Regions from separate parts of the Sus scrofa genome. Here regions 2 and 3 are each linked to region 1. The links are chromatin contacts, called in public HiChIP or PLAC-seq maps. All regions are on one chromosome and are shown on one strand. The core of a region is the stretch at or near the end of the contact, and the rest is flanking DNA. Distances in the headings are between cores, read along the strand shown.

Region 1 (2,848 bases), core at 290-2,789:
CAAACAAAGAAACAAAAAACATCCCTATCCCTCTCCCAGGGTCATTAGCCCTGGGGATGGAGGGGGAGATCTGCAGGCCTAAGGATCCTAAAATTAAACTCTTACGGTCTTACTCAACTCAACACATCCTTCCTGCCTTTCCCTCGTGCCTTCTTCTCAGGCTGCCTAATAAGTCAGAGGTTCAAATGGGCTGAAATGGTGGCCAAGGAGTGACGGCCATAATCCCATTTTCTGCTGTCTCCCCTCCCCCTTCCAAGCCAGCTCCCCTTTCCAAATGCCCCTCCCTGCCAAGTGCCCAACCCGTTACCCTTGAAGCTCTCCAAGACTTCTCTCTTCCCTCCTCAGGCCTCTCGGGCCCTCAGGCAATGATAAGCCATTGGGCAATGATAAGTTCAGACCTTTCAGCTACTCTCCCCTGAGCCCCACTCCCTCCCACGCCTTGGCCGCCTCCTTGCAGGGCCCTCCAGAAAGTTCCTGACCTTTCATAAGGCCTTAGCCCATTAGGCCTTTGCCTCAGTCTTACCATTGACTTCCCCCTGACCCCACCCATCTACCTGGGTTCAGCCTTTAAAGCTGGCCCCGTCCTTTTTTTGTTTGCTTTTTTTTTTTTTAGGGCCGCCCCCACGGCATATGGAGGTTCCCATATGCTAGGGATCTAACTGACGCTGCCGGCCTATGCTACAGCCGAGCCACCGAGCCGCGTCTGCGACGCCAGGGATCGAACCCGCAACTCCATGGTTCCTAGCCGGATTCGTTTCCGCGACGGAAACTCCTCTTCCAACATTTTCATTAAACTTTTCCCTAGCCCCACCCCTTCCAGGTGGGCCCGCCTCCCCCGGCCCCGCCCCGCAAGTCCAACTTCCAGATGACCCCGCCCACCAACAGCCTTTCCCCGCCCCCATCCCTCTATAGACACGCCCTTCCATGTGGTCCCGCCCCTCCAGGCCTCTCCTCAGAGCCAGTTCAGTCCAGGGGCTCCAGGCCTCACCTACATTCTACCTGCCCCTGAGCCTCCGACAGATGCTGCCCCGCCCCCTCGAGCGGCCCATTGCCCGCTCTCTCCCCTCCACAGCGCGCTCCTGGCCGCCTCAGCGTCTCCCCACGTCCGCTCCTCTGCAGCTGACCGACGCTGCGAAGGCATGAACTCTGAGTTTACTACACGCGCGCCATTCCCCAGCCCTGAAGCCCCGCACGGACGACTCCACTTGCCTCTCTCCGGGCCAGACACCGCTGGCCAGAGCGTCACACCCGGAACCGCAGGGCGCTACACTGCAGTACCAAATTCGCGCCACGGAGTTCGCGCGCAGACTTCTACGGCCGGGGGCGGGGCCGAGCTGAGGGGCGGAGCCCGGAGGACGGCCGCGCCGCCGTCGCGCAGAGGGTCCTGGGAGTTGTAGTTTCTTGGCCGCGAGACCGCAAGAAAGGGGGTGAAGTGGGGCGAGCCCTCCCGCAGAGCACGCTGGGAAACGGCCCCGAGCCTCCTCTTGTACTGAATGAGTGGGTGCGGCTGCGGGTCCAAGGAGTGACCGCCAAGAAAAGGGAGCTTCGGTGGAAGCTGCTTCGCGAGGCACGGCGGGAAGAGAGGCGGGAGGCCGCGCGGGGCATCCCGGGAGCAAGGGCCGGGCCGGGCCTCGGCGCGGGGCATTGTGGGAGGTGGACGCCGCTCCGGGGCGGGTAGGTGATTGGGGAGGGGCGGGAAGGGTGCACATCTGGGGGAGGGGAGAGGCACAGCTGGGTGGGACAGCCTGGATGGGAGGTGCCGAGGCGGGCGGGGCTGGGAGGGATTGGGGAGACAGGAGCCAGCTGGGAGGGGCTGCCCAAGGGGGGGAGGCGAAGCTGGACGTGGGGGAGCATCTGGGGTGATAAAGCCCATCTAAGGACGACGGACCATGTCTAGGATGAGGACCCATATTTGGGGAGGACGGGAACTGTAGATGAGAGGAGGGGGCCACAACTGGACTGGGCGGTATATCTGGGCAGGAAGAGACCACAGATGAATATTGGTGACACTTCTGAGAATTGGCCACAAGTGAATGGGGCACACACCTGTAGGCAGAGGGTCCATACTAGATGTGGGGAGGACGTCTGGATACGGGGGCACCTCCACAGCTGGATATGGCAACCCATAGGGGTCCCATCCAGGAGAGGGGCAATAGCTGCCTAGAATCTGAGACACATCTGGGGAGGAGGGAGCCACAGATGCATGAAGAATACGACTAGCAGAGTTCTTGTTGTGGCTCAGCGGTTAACGAACCCGACTAGGAACCATGAGGCCGTGGGTTCGATCCCTGCCTTGCTCAACGGATTAAGGATCCCGCGTTGCTGTGAGCTGTGGTGTAAGTCGCAGAAGAGGCTTGGATCCCGTGTTGCTGTGGCGTAGGCCGGTGGCTACAGCTCGGATTGGACCCCTAGCCTGGGAACCTCCATATGCCACCAGTGCGGCCATTAAAAAACAAAAGAAAAGAAAAAGAGTATGACTGGGGACAAGGAACCCATAACTGAATGGGCAGAGCACATCTGGAGATGGAACATTTTTAGAGGGGGGACAAGCTGGATGTGGCTTACAGCCCAAGTGTAGGCACATGGGGCGGGGGAGGGTATTTCTATGGAAATGGAGGCACTAGAGGCTGCCGCCAAATGTGGGAGGCATATCTGGAAGGCGAGGAGATCCTACCTGGAAGCTGAGAACACATTTGAGGAGGCGTCCGCGACTGAGTTTAAGGACGCCTATTTTGGGAGAGGGACCTTAATTGTACGGGGGTGGGGGTGGGGGTCACACCCGTGGAGAAGGGGACCGGCGTTGGAGTTAGGATCAGGATGAAAGGTTCCAGTTGTCCCAAGAATAAAA
Region 2 (2,700 bases), core at 154-2,653, 320 kb after region 1:
GTCGAACCTTTCGGTCCTTGTTGTGGCGGATGTCAACTCCCTGCAGGGGTGAAGGGAAGACCATGAACCCAGCCCTGACTCGATCCTCACCTCACAAACATTCTCAATGAGCCCTTACCTCTGAGCAAGAGCTAATGCAGTCTCTGGAGACAACGAACTCCAATCTGACACTCGGAGAGCTCTGGGAAAAACCACTTAACCCCCTACCCAATGACCCCTTTGTAGAAAAAAACTAATTCAACATAAGCCTTCAGCACATGACACACAGCACACACCCTGAAAGACCTCAACAAAGGAGCCACACTGACTCAAATTTTTAGTTCCAAAGAACTAAACTGTGTTTTCAGGGATGTATTATTTAAGCACCCCAAACTCACTCCGAAAAAGCAGAACCAAAATCACTTAAACCAAAGGCAGACTTAAAAAGGTATTACGGTATCAATGAACTTTTTTTTTCAGTAATCCGTACAAAACTACTTCTAGGACTTTTCTTATACTATCTCCTTGAATCCAACAATCTTTTATGAAGTTAGTTTCCCACTTTAGCGCTAAAAAAAAACTGAAAGCAGCCTACGATTTCCACTACAGCCCCTGCCTACTTGCCTAAAGAGGTTTTTTTTTGTTTACTATGCTATTAACTGGAAAGAGGTATTTGACCACTGATACCTCCAGCACTTAATATACGCAAAAGCCTACAACAAGCACACTTCCCGGGACTTATTTCTTCCCAAACTCACATCTGTGAGACATAATTACTGGGCCCCCAATGATAAAGTCAAGATGCTTTCCCCGCACAGAAATGATACGTTGGGCAGTGAATTGAGATTCGAATCGAAGCCTGCCTGGTCCCCACACCCAGGCACCAGACGCTCAGCAACTCCCCCAGAACCCAGCTTTCCAGGCCGGGGAGTGACAGGTCCAAGGGCAGCACAGGCAAGAGTGGCTGTGGGATCAGCGCCTGGGTCCGAATTCTGACTCCGCTCTTTATTGTCATTACGTTACCGGTCATATTTAACTCCCTTACCCCTCAAGTTGGTCATGTACTCAATGGGAACCATAAAAGAATACGGGAGGACGAGAAATTGACGACTCCCATTTCTGCTCTTCAAGCCCCCAAAATAGCTCCCCAGCCCGGGAGTCGCTTCCTTTGGACACCCTGGGACCCCTGCCTCCCTCTGGAACATCCTCGGTCCCAGACCGCAGCGGATGGCAACGGATGATCAATGCCCAAACTCCGCAAAGCGCGCTCACCATGATGGCGCCTCCTCCTTAGCCAGGTCCGGAAAGAGAGACAGGGAGCTAGGGTGGGCGGGGAAAGCCGTCAGTGAAGGGCTCGTACGTGACGTCACATGGACGCGACGCGGCACTCTACCGCGACGCCCGCCCTCTCTATGGTGATCGGAGGACCGGCTAGATAGACGCCTCCGGAATTGGGTGTCGGTTCCCTGGTCCCTAGGAGGGAAGGGTCTGTACGTCGGGGCCTCTCTGGCCATATCCAGTCTCTGTTCTCGATAGTCTTCCGGAAGAAAGGGCGCTGGGAACGAGGGAGATGTCGCGCAGAAGTAGGAAGACGCGTCGTGCGTTGACGCTCTGGCCCGACGCCGACGGCCTCTCGGTGGCTCCCGGAGGACCCAGCGGCCCGAGTCTTGGAGGTGAGGAGGCGGGGCTGGCGGGACCAGTCCGGACGTAGGGAACCGTCTGACCCCAATCTTTGAGCGTTTCCTTATCGGGTTCACCTCTGCCTTGTCTCGTGCCGCGCTTGCCAGGCGCGGCCGCAGCTTGAGAAGTCTTGCTTGAGGTCTAACCCGAGATCTTCTTGCTGCAGTCCTGTCTGTGGCATCCGGTGTTTCCACCTTTTAGGTTCAGCTTCACCCTCTTCTCCCAGATGGCCCTTCCTTAACCCCTCCTCAGCCTCTGCCACCCGGAGGCTGCTTCTCCCAGCCAGAGAGTTTCAAGTGGCCCAGCGGGTTCGGTATGAGGGATGTGCACGGTACTGGAGCGCAGAGGAGGCAAGCTGAGGCTGCGGGCTGGGGCGACGCGGTGGAGAGAAAAAAATTCCTGAAAAAGAAAAGTGGAGAGAATTAGAGAGAGGGAGACCGAGATTCAGAGGAGGGAAGGAATGGAGACCCAGAGGGGAGTGGACAGAGACGGAGGGTGGGGGAAATAATGACGGGAGGTGGGAGGATGTTAGAAAGAGAGGGAAGATGGAGGTCTAGGGAGAAGCAGAGACAAATTCAGTTCCTTACTAAGCATAAGACCTTGGGCAAAACCTTTTTTTGTGTATTACTTTCCTTATTTGCAAGAAGGGGATGATAATAGGCCTGGCACATGGAGTGTTTTCTAGCATTATATAAGTTAGTTTAAATGCTTGGGACAATGCTTTGTACTTCTAAGCGCTGAGTTAACAATTAGCCTCTAATCCTGTTGGCTCTCACTGGGGAGGTGGAGAGGACCAGATGGACTGGTTGGGGCAATGAGGAAGCTGACTTGTCCATTCTTGTCTTCCTCTTCTGGGAAGCCCTGCCCCTTGGGCCCCCAGCACTTGGGGCTTGGCCTCCTCTTCTCTGCCCTTAATACTCCTACTTATTCATCTCTCCTCCCCAGAGCCACAGGCCAAGCCTGGACCATGATGCCTGACTCCTTGCCCATACCACCCTCCCATGGCCTCCCAGCCGGGGCCACGTTGATGTTGTAACACAG
Region 3 (2,775 bases), core at 264-2,763, 340 kb after region 1:
CACTGCCTAGGTCTGAATCCCAGCCTTGGCACTCTCTAGCTGTGTGACCTCAGGCAAGTGACTTCACCTCTCTGTGCCTCAGTTTCTGCATCCCTAAAATAAGAATAACAATAGCATCTATTTCATGGAGTTGTGAAGATGAGACGATTTATCAGGTTCGAAAACAGTGCCTGGCACGGGAGATGGTCTGTCTTACCATTGCTTCCAAGAGATGGAAAGACTAGGAGGCCATGTTTGGAGAGGGAAGAATCAGGGATCCATTTAAGGGTGGACAGCGCCTCCTCTCTGCTCAGTGTAGGGCTCCTTCCCCCAGGCTAGCCTCCCAGCTCATGCCCCACCCCCGACCCCAACTCAAGCCCAGTGGGGTTTGGTAACCCCTCCCAACAGGCCACTTACCTTCTCTCCCCCAGTGCTGAGTCTCAGTGGGGGCAGAAAGGGGTCGTAAAGGACCCTCTTCAGCTCCACATCCACAGGGCTCTGCCGCTTCCCCACAGCACACAGACTCCAGGCTGCGTTCACCAGGCCCCAGAAGGGAGGCCCTGGGAGCAGAGGTGGGGCAGGGAGGAAAGGGAGTCAGAAGTAGGGACTAGATCTCAGTGCTGGGATCTGCTGGGAAGGCTGTGGTTTCCTGACTTTGAGGGAGGAGGTGGCTGAAATGCAGAGTCCTGGGTCCTAGAAGACTCTTAGAGGAGTTTCCTATACCGCCCCCCTACCCCCAACACCTCCAAGCCTCTCTTTGATCAAACCTATCATCAATGGTCTTTGGGGAAGAAACTACAACTCCCAGCAGTCTGTGAGGTGGCCAGCCTACCCATCCCCTGCCTGCTTGCCCCAGAGCCCATGGGAGTTGTAGTTCTTCAGTCTCCCTTATCCCACAGCTGGTTGATGAATGTACTGGGGAGAAGGAGTTGCAAGAGAGGGCTGGACCAGGTGGAGAACCGGGCCCCGAACCTCTGGTTCTCAGTACGAGCCAGGACCTACCTGGTCTTTCCCAGCAAGCACACACACACTCTTCCACCCCCACACTCCCTTGCCTTCCACTCACTCCCACTCCCGACTCGAAATGCGCATGTATAATGTCCCATGCTGAGCCACCCGGGGTCAGAGGCTGGGCCTCCGGAGGGAGGAAGGAAGGGGCTAGGACTCCTGGGTCCTGGGGATGGGGGGGGGGGCGGGGGGGGGCAGGGGAGGAGCGGACTCCGGGGTCTCAGGAGGAAAGCCTGGCTGCCCAGACGCCTGGGTCCCCGCCCTGGCTGCACCTGGCACGAAGTTTCCCTGGAGATTATCCTTGTAGCTCCACCAGTCCTCTGGGTCAGGTGCGGGTCCGATGTGAGCTGGGGAGACAGCGGCTTGAAACCCTCTCCTGGACACCCCACCCCCACCCCTCCCTGAGGGGCTCCTGCCCCGACCCCCCCAGGCCTTACCTGCCGCCCCCAGTACTGCCCAGAGTACCAGCGCTCGAGGGGCGCTCAGACGAGCTGCACCCCCCATCCCGGGGAAGCCTCGGGGCGACCCCTATCCCAATGCCCTGACCCCCAACCCCCCAGCTCCTTCCCTTCTCTGTGGAACCCCGACCCCCCAAGGACTTGCAGCCTTCCTCTCCTCCACACGGGGAGCCCCAGTTCCCAATTTCTGAGGCAGCCGGGGACTGAGACCCCCCTACCCCACCCACTCCCCTGCTCCTTCTCGGCGTGTCTCCTTCCTCGCCTCTCTCCCCAAGCCCTCGAGTCTCCCTCTGTCTCCCGGTCTTCCTACTCCTCTCCTCTGCCTTCTGCTTTTCCCTCGGGTTACCCCTGGGCTTCTAACCCACACCCCCCTCTTCGCTCTCTTTTCATTAAGCTCTCCCCAGCCTCCTAACTCCATGTCTCCATCCTGCTTCTCTCACCTCCTCCTCCTCCCTCTCTCCCTCCTCTGCTCCTGCCTCTTCCTTCTCCCCTTCTTCTCCTCCTCACTCTCTCCCTCTCGGCCTCCCGCTGCCCCCTCTCTCTCTCCCCCCACCTCCTCCTCTCCTGCCTCTTCTGTTTCTCTGTCTCGCTCTTCTCCCTCCCCCCCTTCTCTCTCTTGCTGTTATTTAATTTTTCTGTTGGGGGGGGCTCTCACAGCAGCGAGCACCCCTCCCTGGGCTGGTGTGTGTGGGTGGTGGTGGAGGGAGTACTCCCAGGGGCAGGATAGAGAGGTTGTTGGGGGGGGGGACTCGTCCCCAGCTCCCAGCCGCGCTGGGGCCACGGGGGCGGGGGTGGCCCGGACACCTGGGGCCCAAGAGCTGGCAGTTTCCATCCTCCGCAGAAGGGGGAAGGGGGGGGCCCTTAAGGTGGAGCTGGGAGAGTCCTCGGGTGTCTCCACGCTCAGGGCCACTGGCCCTGAAGGATCCGGGATCCCCCAGCTCGCAGGGACCCAGGTGCGAGCCTGCACAGCGCCTGCAGCCCCCCGCCGGATGCATCACCCAAGCCTCCACCAGGGGCTCCCTTAACCCGGCTAGGGGATCCCCTGGGAGACCGGAGTGCGGTGTGGGCCGCTGACCAGGAGGGGGAGGCAGAGACTTGGAGAGAGAGTGGGGGAGCGGGAGGAGGCAGGAGGAGGAGCCGGGGAGGCTGAGGCAAGAGAGCAGAGGTGAGGTCAGGGAGCTGCGGAGGCTTGAGGAGGAAGAGGAGCCTGAGATGGGGAGATTTGGCAGGAGACGCAGGGTAGAAAATAAACAGGCAGGGAGGTGGGGGCAGCCGCGGGAGACCAGAGAGAGGGGGAAAGAGAGAGAGAGAAAGAGAGAGAGAGACCTGG

Evidence for each region. HiChIP or PLAC-seq counts read pairs in DNA pulled down with a chosen protein or histone mark.
Region 2: a contact with region 1 is called in an H3K27ac HiChIP or PLAC-seq map of alveolar macrophages. The contact joins the promoter of RPL18 here to the promoter of C6H19orf68 in region 1. A contact is called at or near these places in 1 of 5 promoter capture datasets (fetal skeletal muscle) and 1 of 2 datasets of contacts at active chromatin or transcription factors (alveolar macrophages).
Region 3: an H3K27ac HiChIP or PLAC-seq map of alveolar macrophages shows a contact between it and region 1. The contact joins the promoter of CA11 here to the promoter of C6H19orf68 in region 1. A contact is called at or near these places in 1 of 5 promoter capture datasets (fetal skeletal muscle) and 1 of 2 datasets of contacts at active chromatin or transcription factors (alveolar macrophages).

The regions. Positions count from the first base shown.
Region 1 is chr6:53,658,683-53,661,530 of Sscrofa11.1, forward strand. C6H19orf68 reads left to right here and starts at 1,540. Exons shown (of 4, transcript XM_005664646.3): 1 at 1,540-1,674. LIG1 (DNA ligase 1) reads right to left here and starts at 1,338. Exons shown (of 28, transcript XM_021094649.1): 1 at 1,210-1,338.
Region 2 is chr6:53,977,278-53,979,977 of Sscrofa11.1, forward strand. RPL18 (60S ribosomal protein L18) reads right to left here and starts at 1,404. Exons shown (of 7, transcript XM_021094700.1): 1 at 1,252-1,404; 2 at 1-40. The coding sequence starts at 1,254.
Region 3 is chr6:53,997,131-53,999,905 of Sscrofa11.1, forward strand. It overlaps CA11 (carbonic anhydrase 11), which reads right to left and starts at 1,514. Exons shown (of 9, transcript NM_001004038.1): 1 at 1,425-1,514; 2 at 1,260-1,334; 3 at 397-539. The coding sequence starts at 1,491. The region is part of intron 2 of LOC110261016 (a long non-coding RNA gene); the gene reads left to right.